Regions from separate parts of the Mus musculus genome. Here region 2 is linked to region 1. The links are chromatin contacts, called in public promoter capture Hi-C maps. All regions are on one chromosome and are shown on one strand. The core of a region is the stretch at or near the end of the contact, and the rest is flanking DNA. Distances in the headings are between cores, read along the strand shown. Region 1 holds the start of Zmym4 (zinc finger, MYM-type 4). Region 2 holds the start of Gja4 (gap junction protein, alpha 4).

Region 1 (3,696 bases), core at 486-2,985:
CATGTGGTTGCTGGGAATCGAATTCAGGGCCTCTGGAAGCGCAGTAAGTGCTCTTAGCCGCTGAGCCGTCTCTCCAGCCCCTGATTTTTTTCCCCTTTTCTTACTTTAGACAATCTATGCAGACCAGGCTGGTATCTATTTTCAACTGTTCCCTTCAGAAGTTCCACTTTTAAGCTGTTGGATTTTATTAGAAGGGAGTAGTCTACAGCCCATAAAAAGGTGGAAACCATCCAGTCTTATATTTAACTACAATCCCTGAAAACATATTTTCTTAACCTTTCTATTTGTTTTTTGCTTTGGACATGTAAGGAAAGAGTCTAGGATATGAAAAAAAAAACATTATCTGGCAGAAGTGAACATGTTTCTTTTTGTTCTACCCATAAGTGAAACAAAAGATAACAGGCCCAAGGGAGAATCAAGGACCAGCATGGAAACTTTCAGCCATTTCAGTGTTCAGCCAATGTTCCTGGGTTCAAAGAGCTACTGACTTACACACAGAAGTACAGCTGTAGAGCAACTTTCACCCTGTGAGCAGAGGAGCTCTGGGTCCCCTTGTATTGCCATGGAGAATAACAACTCTTCAGAGACTTAAACATTTTTTTTAATTAGTTCTTTGGGGATTTCCTAGTATACCAGCAGTCCAAGCACTTGGTCAAGGCAGGAAGACCAGCAGTTTCAGGCCACTCTGGGTTACATAGCAACCTAGCTCCAACCAACCCAACTCCAACCAATCCAACTCCAACCAACCCAACTCCAACCAACCTAAACTAATTTCCTTGTATTTTTTACTATATGTCTGTCTGTTGTGCCTATGTCTTCATTAAGAATCCAAGAGGGGACTTCAGCTCTCATTATCTTTGGCTTCGTTGTGCTTCAGGGAAGATAGTGCCTACCCTTGGATTTCCTGCCTTGACAGTTCAAGCTCCTATTCTTTAAGTCAGACCCTCAAATTCCTTCAGTGGAGGCAAATGATGGCACACAGCAGTTGCAGGTCATCACCATGAAACTTCTCAGGAGAGCAGCCATGTTCTTGAACTATCAAGACTCTTGACATTTTATGTTCTTTTGCCTTGACGACAGTTTTGTGTGTTCAGAATCCTGGAGGAATGCAATTCCAGACTGTGTTCTAGCTCCTCACCAGCCACTCGATATCTTGAGGTAAATTAATTTATTTCAAATGACCATACTGGCAATGTTAACTTTGAAAGCAATGGAGTAGATGGTTTCTAAGATCCTTTTTCATTTTAGTATTCTAATGGCAAGCAGGTATTGAGGAAATTGTCTTCAGTTATTGGTTCTGCCTTCAACACTACCAGTGGATCTGGTTTTAAGGTTGGAAGTTGTTCCTTGAGAGTCGACGCCCTTTACTTGACAAGCTGTTGGTTTCTCCTTCAGATAACAGTCTTGTTTTCTTCTTGGTTGGGATTCTTCATGTTCATAGGGTCACTGAGAACTTTGGCTCATCAGGGTTCTCTCCTTTTGGCAATATCTCTGTAGTCAGGTGTAGGGTGGTGATGTGAACCCCTCACTGACATTTCACCAGATAGTCCTTCCATTAAGATCTTTCATTCTGACATCATCCCTTCGTCATGGTCCCTTTAAGGGAGCGGCCATAGTTGAGTGGTGGGAGCAGCTGCTGGCAGCAAAGAGACTAACAGGATTAGGCCTAGCCTGGGCCACTCACCGCGCACGCTCAGGACCGGGGGCTTGGTGGGAAAGGGAGGAGGGGCTTGTGGCGCGCCTGCGCATCAGGGGCGCGCGCAAGGGGCTGGTTTGGAGATCCCTTTAAGAAAACCACTGGCGGAGGAATTTCTCTGAGAGAAAATAATCCTCCTCACGGGGCCCCTTGGAGGCCATTAACCCCCCGAGTCCCGGCCCCCCTGCCCCGGCAGGCCCTTGCGCCCACGCGCCCGCCCGTGGGACCCCAGGAGCTGCGGCTAAGCGCGCGGGCCTCCGCCCCCCTCGTCACTCCCGCGCCAGGCCCGGCGGGGGCCGAGGGGGACCGAACCGCAGCGGGTGAAGCGCCGGTGTCTGCAGTGTGGGCGGGGGCCGAGAGGGGCCGCGGCCGCCGCGCCGGGAGCCGCCGCGGTTCCGAGCGGGGCCCAACATGGCGGAGCGGGAGGTGGAGACCGGCCCCCGAAAGAGGGTAGGTGAGGTGAGGCCGCGGGCCGTCTGCGGGCTGCGGGCTGCGGGCAGGCGGGCGGGCGGGCGGGCGGGGGGCGGGGCGCGGCCGGCCCCGAGCAGCCCGGAGCTCACGGGTGGCGCGGTGGTCGACGGCCGGAGGGAGGGGCGGCCCGAGGCGGCACCGGGGTCCCCTCGGCAGGTGGGACAAAGCTCGGTGGCCGGCGGGGAGGGGGAGGGGCGGGGGCCGTGGTCCGCTTGGCTCCCCTCCCTTTGCCGGCGTGTGGGTGGTGGTGCGTATTCGGGGGGGGGGGGAGCCTGGGAGACGCAAGGTGTCAGACTCCGCTTCTGCATCCTCGAGGAAAAGGGAGTCTATGGAAGTTTCTCTGGGGAGAGGTCAGGTGGGGGTAGAGGTGGCGGGAAGAAGTCGTGGAGGATTGGTCGTTTCCTGAGGAGTAACCGGGAGGGTGCTGCGGGAACCCCGGAGCCAATTCATCTTCCTGCCTCCACTCCCCTCCCCCTTGACCGTTATCAAGCCCCAAAGTGGACATGGTGCTCTCTTCACCTTAGAAGAAGTGGGGTTGTCGTCTTGAAGTTGGGGGAATGTGTTCTGATAGCCACGGATGTGTTATAGTCTAGCATTCTTTACCTGCAGTTAGTAACGTGGAAGAGTGACAAGTTTTGTCCTTAGGATGTACCCAGCCAGCCTTGCCTGCCCTAGGTAAAGCCTTGTCTACACAGGAGTTGTAAGCCGTTTAAAAGTTTGTCTTGAAACTTTTTTTATTTTTAATTTAGTTGTGATTCATTTTCTTCAGATGGAGAACAATACTATCCACTGAGTAATGTTTTTCAAGGCTTTTTTTTTAAACTTCCCCTCACCCAGCATGTTAAGCATCAAGTTTGTTAAGTTTCCTATCAGGAGTTTTCCTTTTGGAAATGGTCTCCAAATGATGAGTTAGTTGTTAAACCAAGCTGCTTAAAACATGAATCTTAACCAAAAATGCTTTTTCATTCAGCATAAATGTCTATTCAAAGATGCATACTGTTAACATCCTGAGTGCTGACTGTGTGCCTGACATTGCACGAAGTGCTTTGTGAAGAGTTCAACCTCACAGTAACTATGCAGCCCATTTGTGGCTGAAATGTAGATTTATTTCCTATCTTACATAATTAAGTTTGCAAAGTCCAGAGTTTTGATCCGAGATTTGAAAACAGGTTTGCAAATGCTTGTGTTGGTTGCATTTAAGGTTTTTTTTTTTTTTTAATTCTTCTAGTCCTGTCATTGGATCCTGGGCCTTAACATCTGATAGACAAGCCTATACCACTGAGGTAGACTCCTAGCCTGAGGAGTTTCTCTTTTTAAAAATGTAAATGATGTTTCTAACAGGTCATTAGAAAACTTTATAACCATCAATAAAAGTAAAAATACAGTTTAGATTCAGGGTGCTACTGCATTCCCAAACCCCTAGATTCTACTATTGACAGTTTTCCCAGATTCTTGTTTACCAAACCTAGTTATTTCATCAAGCCATCTCTTTACCCAGTCATTCATTAGTCTTTTTTTTTTTTTTAAGA
Region 2 (3,696 bases), core at 403-2,902, 350 kb before region 1:
AAGACAGAAACCTTGTGCCTGCACAAGCCTGGCATGGGCTCAACTGCTCAACTACACCGCCAAATTTCTTTCTTTCAACATTTTGAGGCAAGAGTCTTGCTAAATTGCTGACTGTCCTTGAACTCTCTCTCTCTCTCTCTCTCTCTCTCGCTCTCTTTCTCTCTCTCTCTCTCTCTCCCTCCTCCCTTCCTCCCTCCTTCCCTCCCTCCTCCTTCTCTTCTTCCCCTGCCTCTCCTCTCCCTGACAATGTCTCATGTACCACAGGCTGACCTCAAACTCACAAAGGAGAAGACAGCCTTGAACTTCTGACCTTCTTGCCTCTTCCTCCTCCTCCTCCCCCCCCCTCCTGTGAGGTTCCAGGCATGTGCCACCTGGTTTATGTGCCACCAGGGCTAGCTAGAACCTAAGGCTCTGTGAGTACTGAACAAGCACTCAACCAATATTTACACCCCAGCCCCATACCATTGACATTTTAATTCCTCAGCCTCATCTTTCCACAGAACTAGGATTACAGGCTGCCTGTACCACCATGCCTGTGTATTTGTGTTTTGTGGAGTTGGTTGTTTGCTTAGACAGGTTCCCACCATGTATCCCAGGTTGGCCTGAAACTCTTGCTCTGCCTCCTTCAGCCTCCCAAGCTCAGGGTTTACATCTCAGTGACTTCAGGTCCTCGCTCAAACCTTTAGAACCAATACAGCACACTGGGGGCTTTGGCAGGCCCTCCGAAGCAGGTATCCTTCCATCACTATTCGGTAGGGTCAGGGCAGAGGAGGGTAAGATTGACCCTCGTTGCTCTGACAAGCCTCATGGTTGGGTCCCCCAGCCTCTTCTGGGCGTTAGCACAAGAAACCAAACCTGGTGGCTCCAAGGTAGTGATGCTGTTCTGCACCGCCTGGCTTTCTCAACCCCTAACCACACCCCGTGATGCCCTGGATCCCACCTTTACACTTTTACTGTTACCCACGGGGCTTACCCTGCTCAATTTCTGCATCTAGTAAGGAGGGTAGGAAACCAGGCCTGGCAGGCTTATTGTGGCTTTCCCAGCTGCAGGCGGATTCTTAATCCCACACTCTTCGTTCACAGTGAAGCAGGGCTCTGCCTGCTTCCAAATTCCCCAGGAAGATCTTTCCTCTCTTTTAGAGGCATCGACTGGAACCCAGCTAAAGGACAGGAGCTTCCCTCCACTTCCACTCTCAGATCAAAGGACCCTAGAGCGTTCCTAAGTGACTTTTGATGGTATAGCCTGCCCAGGATTGGTGAAGTAGAGACCCCTAGATCAACCAGATTCTAGAAAGGGAGAATTCTCACCCCTCTCCAATGTGGGTCCAGTGGCCTCAGAAGCTGGGCACACGGATGAGTCTCCCTTCTTACCCCACCCACTCCTTACAGCCTCCGGACCAGGTGCCAGATCTGCCAGCTCCTCTCGCTTAAAAAAAAAATCGCCTTCACATCCTGCTGCGGACCTAGGGAGGGCACTGGACCTGGGGGGGGAGTGCAGTCTGGGATACCGGAGGGCGTCAGAGCAGAGAAACAAGACAGCTTCCATCTCTCGCAACCAAAGAAGCACAATCTGGGCGGGTCCTGGGAGTCTGTCCCTCCCAGGCCCCGCCTCCCTGCTCCCCAGAGCCCTCTGGCTGGCGTTTCCTGCCCTAAACCCGCAGCTGCGCGCTATTTAAGGCGTCCTGCGGGAGGCGCGGTCCTGCAGGATTCCCGCAGGCGCAGCTTCGGCCACGGTCGTCCCCTCTACCTGGGCCAGCCGGGCAAGCAGGCGGTGAGTTCGGGGGGCAGGGGAAACGGTTCACTCCACTGCGGGAGGGCTGAGGCTTGCTTGCCCCCCGGGGCGCCAGACGCGACTGAAGCCACCAGCGGCACTCACCTAGCCTGCCTTTAACCAGCCTCTTGTGTTTAGCTCCCTTCCCTTTTTTTTTCAATGAACCCTTAAGGAGAGACCGAGGGCGCCGGGAAGATTACTAATCCAAATCCCCAGGTGGTGAGAAGAAAGCAGTATTTGAATGTAGGTCTGGTAGTACCTGCTTTACTTCTGGAACAGCACCCACACCACACATCACCACGTTTTCACACACACCATGAGATGTTCTGGGAACGTTGGAACCTTCACCCAGCTATGGCCATTCCTTGCAAGGCTCTATCTAGAATGGCTGCAACAGCTTTGGAGGGAAGTGAGCTAGGACAGGCTCAGGTGTATTCACTAAAATCGCAGGTGGTCCTTTTGGTAGACAGGTGGACCAAATGCCCTGGGCTTCTGAGTCCCTCACCCCATCTTCCCTCACTCCCAGCCCCACCGGCAAGTGCAAAGATTCAAATGAGGCCCTCAACATTTTTAATGAGGCATGGAAGATGGGAACGGGACCCCTAATAACCATCTCTCCCCACCCCTGCTCTCTTGGGGGTTGCCAGCCTTGAACAAAAGGGAGGAAGGGCATGGCACAACTGTGTGTGACCTTGGATAAGTTCCTCAACTGTTCTGTTTCCATAGGAACCTCTATTCAATCCACATGTCTTCGGGTTGTGGTCACCCTGGGGCACTGGCCTGTGAAAGAAAGCACAATGTGTGGTTAGATTGGGACCCTAGCACAGGCGGACCTCCCAAGGGCTTACATCCCATGGACATATGTCTAGTGGGGGAGCTGAGAAAGGCTTTGTGCTGCCCTGCTGATGGCCCTCTGACCCTTGTCTCCCTGCAGAGAGAGGCCCTGGAAACATGGGCGACTGGGGCTTCCTGGAGAAGTTGCTAGACCAGGTCCAGGAACACTCGACCGTGGTGGGCAAGATCTGGTTAACGGTGCTCTTCATCTTCCGCATCCTCATCCTGGGGCTGGCTGGCGAGTCGGTGTGGGGCGACGAGCAGTCTGATTTTGAGTGTAACACAGCCCAGCCGGGCTGCACCAACGTCTGCTATGACCAGGCCTTCCCCATCTCCCACATCCGATACTGGGTGCTGCAGTTCCTCTTCGTCAGCACACCCACCCTGATCTACCTGGGCCACGTCATCTACCTGTCTCGGCGGGAAGAGCGGTTGCGGCAGAAAGAGGGAGAGCTCCGGGCGCTGCCATCCAAGGACCTACATGTAGAGCGGGCACTGGCTGCCATCGAACATCAGATGGCCAAGATCTCGGTGGCAGAGGACGGTCGTCTTCGGATTCGTGGGGCGCTCATGGGTACCTATGTGGTCAGCGTGCTGTGTAAGAGTGTGCTGGAGGCAGGCTTCCTCTATGGCCAGTGGCGCCTCTATGGCTGGACCATGGAGCCGGTGTTTGTGTGCCAGCGTGCGCCCTGCCCCCACATCGTGGACTGCTATGTCTCTCGACCCACTGAGAAGACTATCTTCATCATCTTCATGCTGGTGGTAGGAGTCATCTCCCTGGTGCTCAACCTGCTGGAGCTGGTTCACCTGCTGTGTCGGTGTGTCAGCCGGGAGATAAAGGCACGAAGGGACCACGACGCCCGCCCGGCCCAGGGCAGTGCCTCAGACCCTTACCCTGAACAGGTTTTCTTCTACCTCCCCATGGGCGAGGGACCCTCTTCCCCACCGTGTCCCACCTACAACGGGCTCTCATCCACTGAGCAGAACTGGGCCAACTTGACCACAGAGGAGAGACTGACCTCTTCCAGACCTCCCCCATTTGTAAACACAGCTCCCCAGGGTGGCCGAAAGTCCCCTAGCCGCCCCAACAG

The links. Capture Hi-C pulls out chosen DNA fragments and counts their contacts.
Region 2: a contact with region 1 is called in a promoter capture Hi-C map of adipose tissue. The contact joins the promoter of Gja4 here to the promoter of Zmym4 in region 1. A contact is called at or near these places in 1 of 39 promoter capture datasets (hippocampal neurons), 1 of 484 Hi-C or Micro-C datasets (embryonic stem cells), 1 of 115 datasets of contacts at active chromatin or transcription factors (pancreatic cancer cells) and 1 of 9 other capture datasets (adipose tissue).

Annotation. Positions count from the first base shown.
Region 1 is chr4:126,966,266-126,969,961 of GRCm38.p6, reverse strand. It overlaps Zmym4 (zinc finger, MYM-type 4), which reads left to right and starts at 1,735. Exons shown (of 30, transcript NM_001114399.2): 1 at 1,735-2,146. The coding sequence starts at 2,108.
Region 2 is chr4:127,311,995-127,315,690 of GRCm38.p6, reverse strand. Gja4 (gap junction protein, alpha 4) reads left to right here and starts at 1,652. Exons shown (of 2, transcript NM_008120.3): 1 at 1,652-1,771; 2 at 2,706-3,696. The coding sequence starts at 2,723.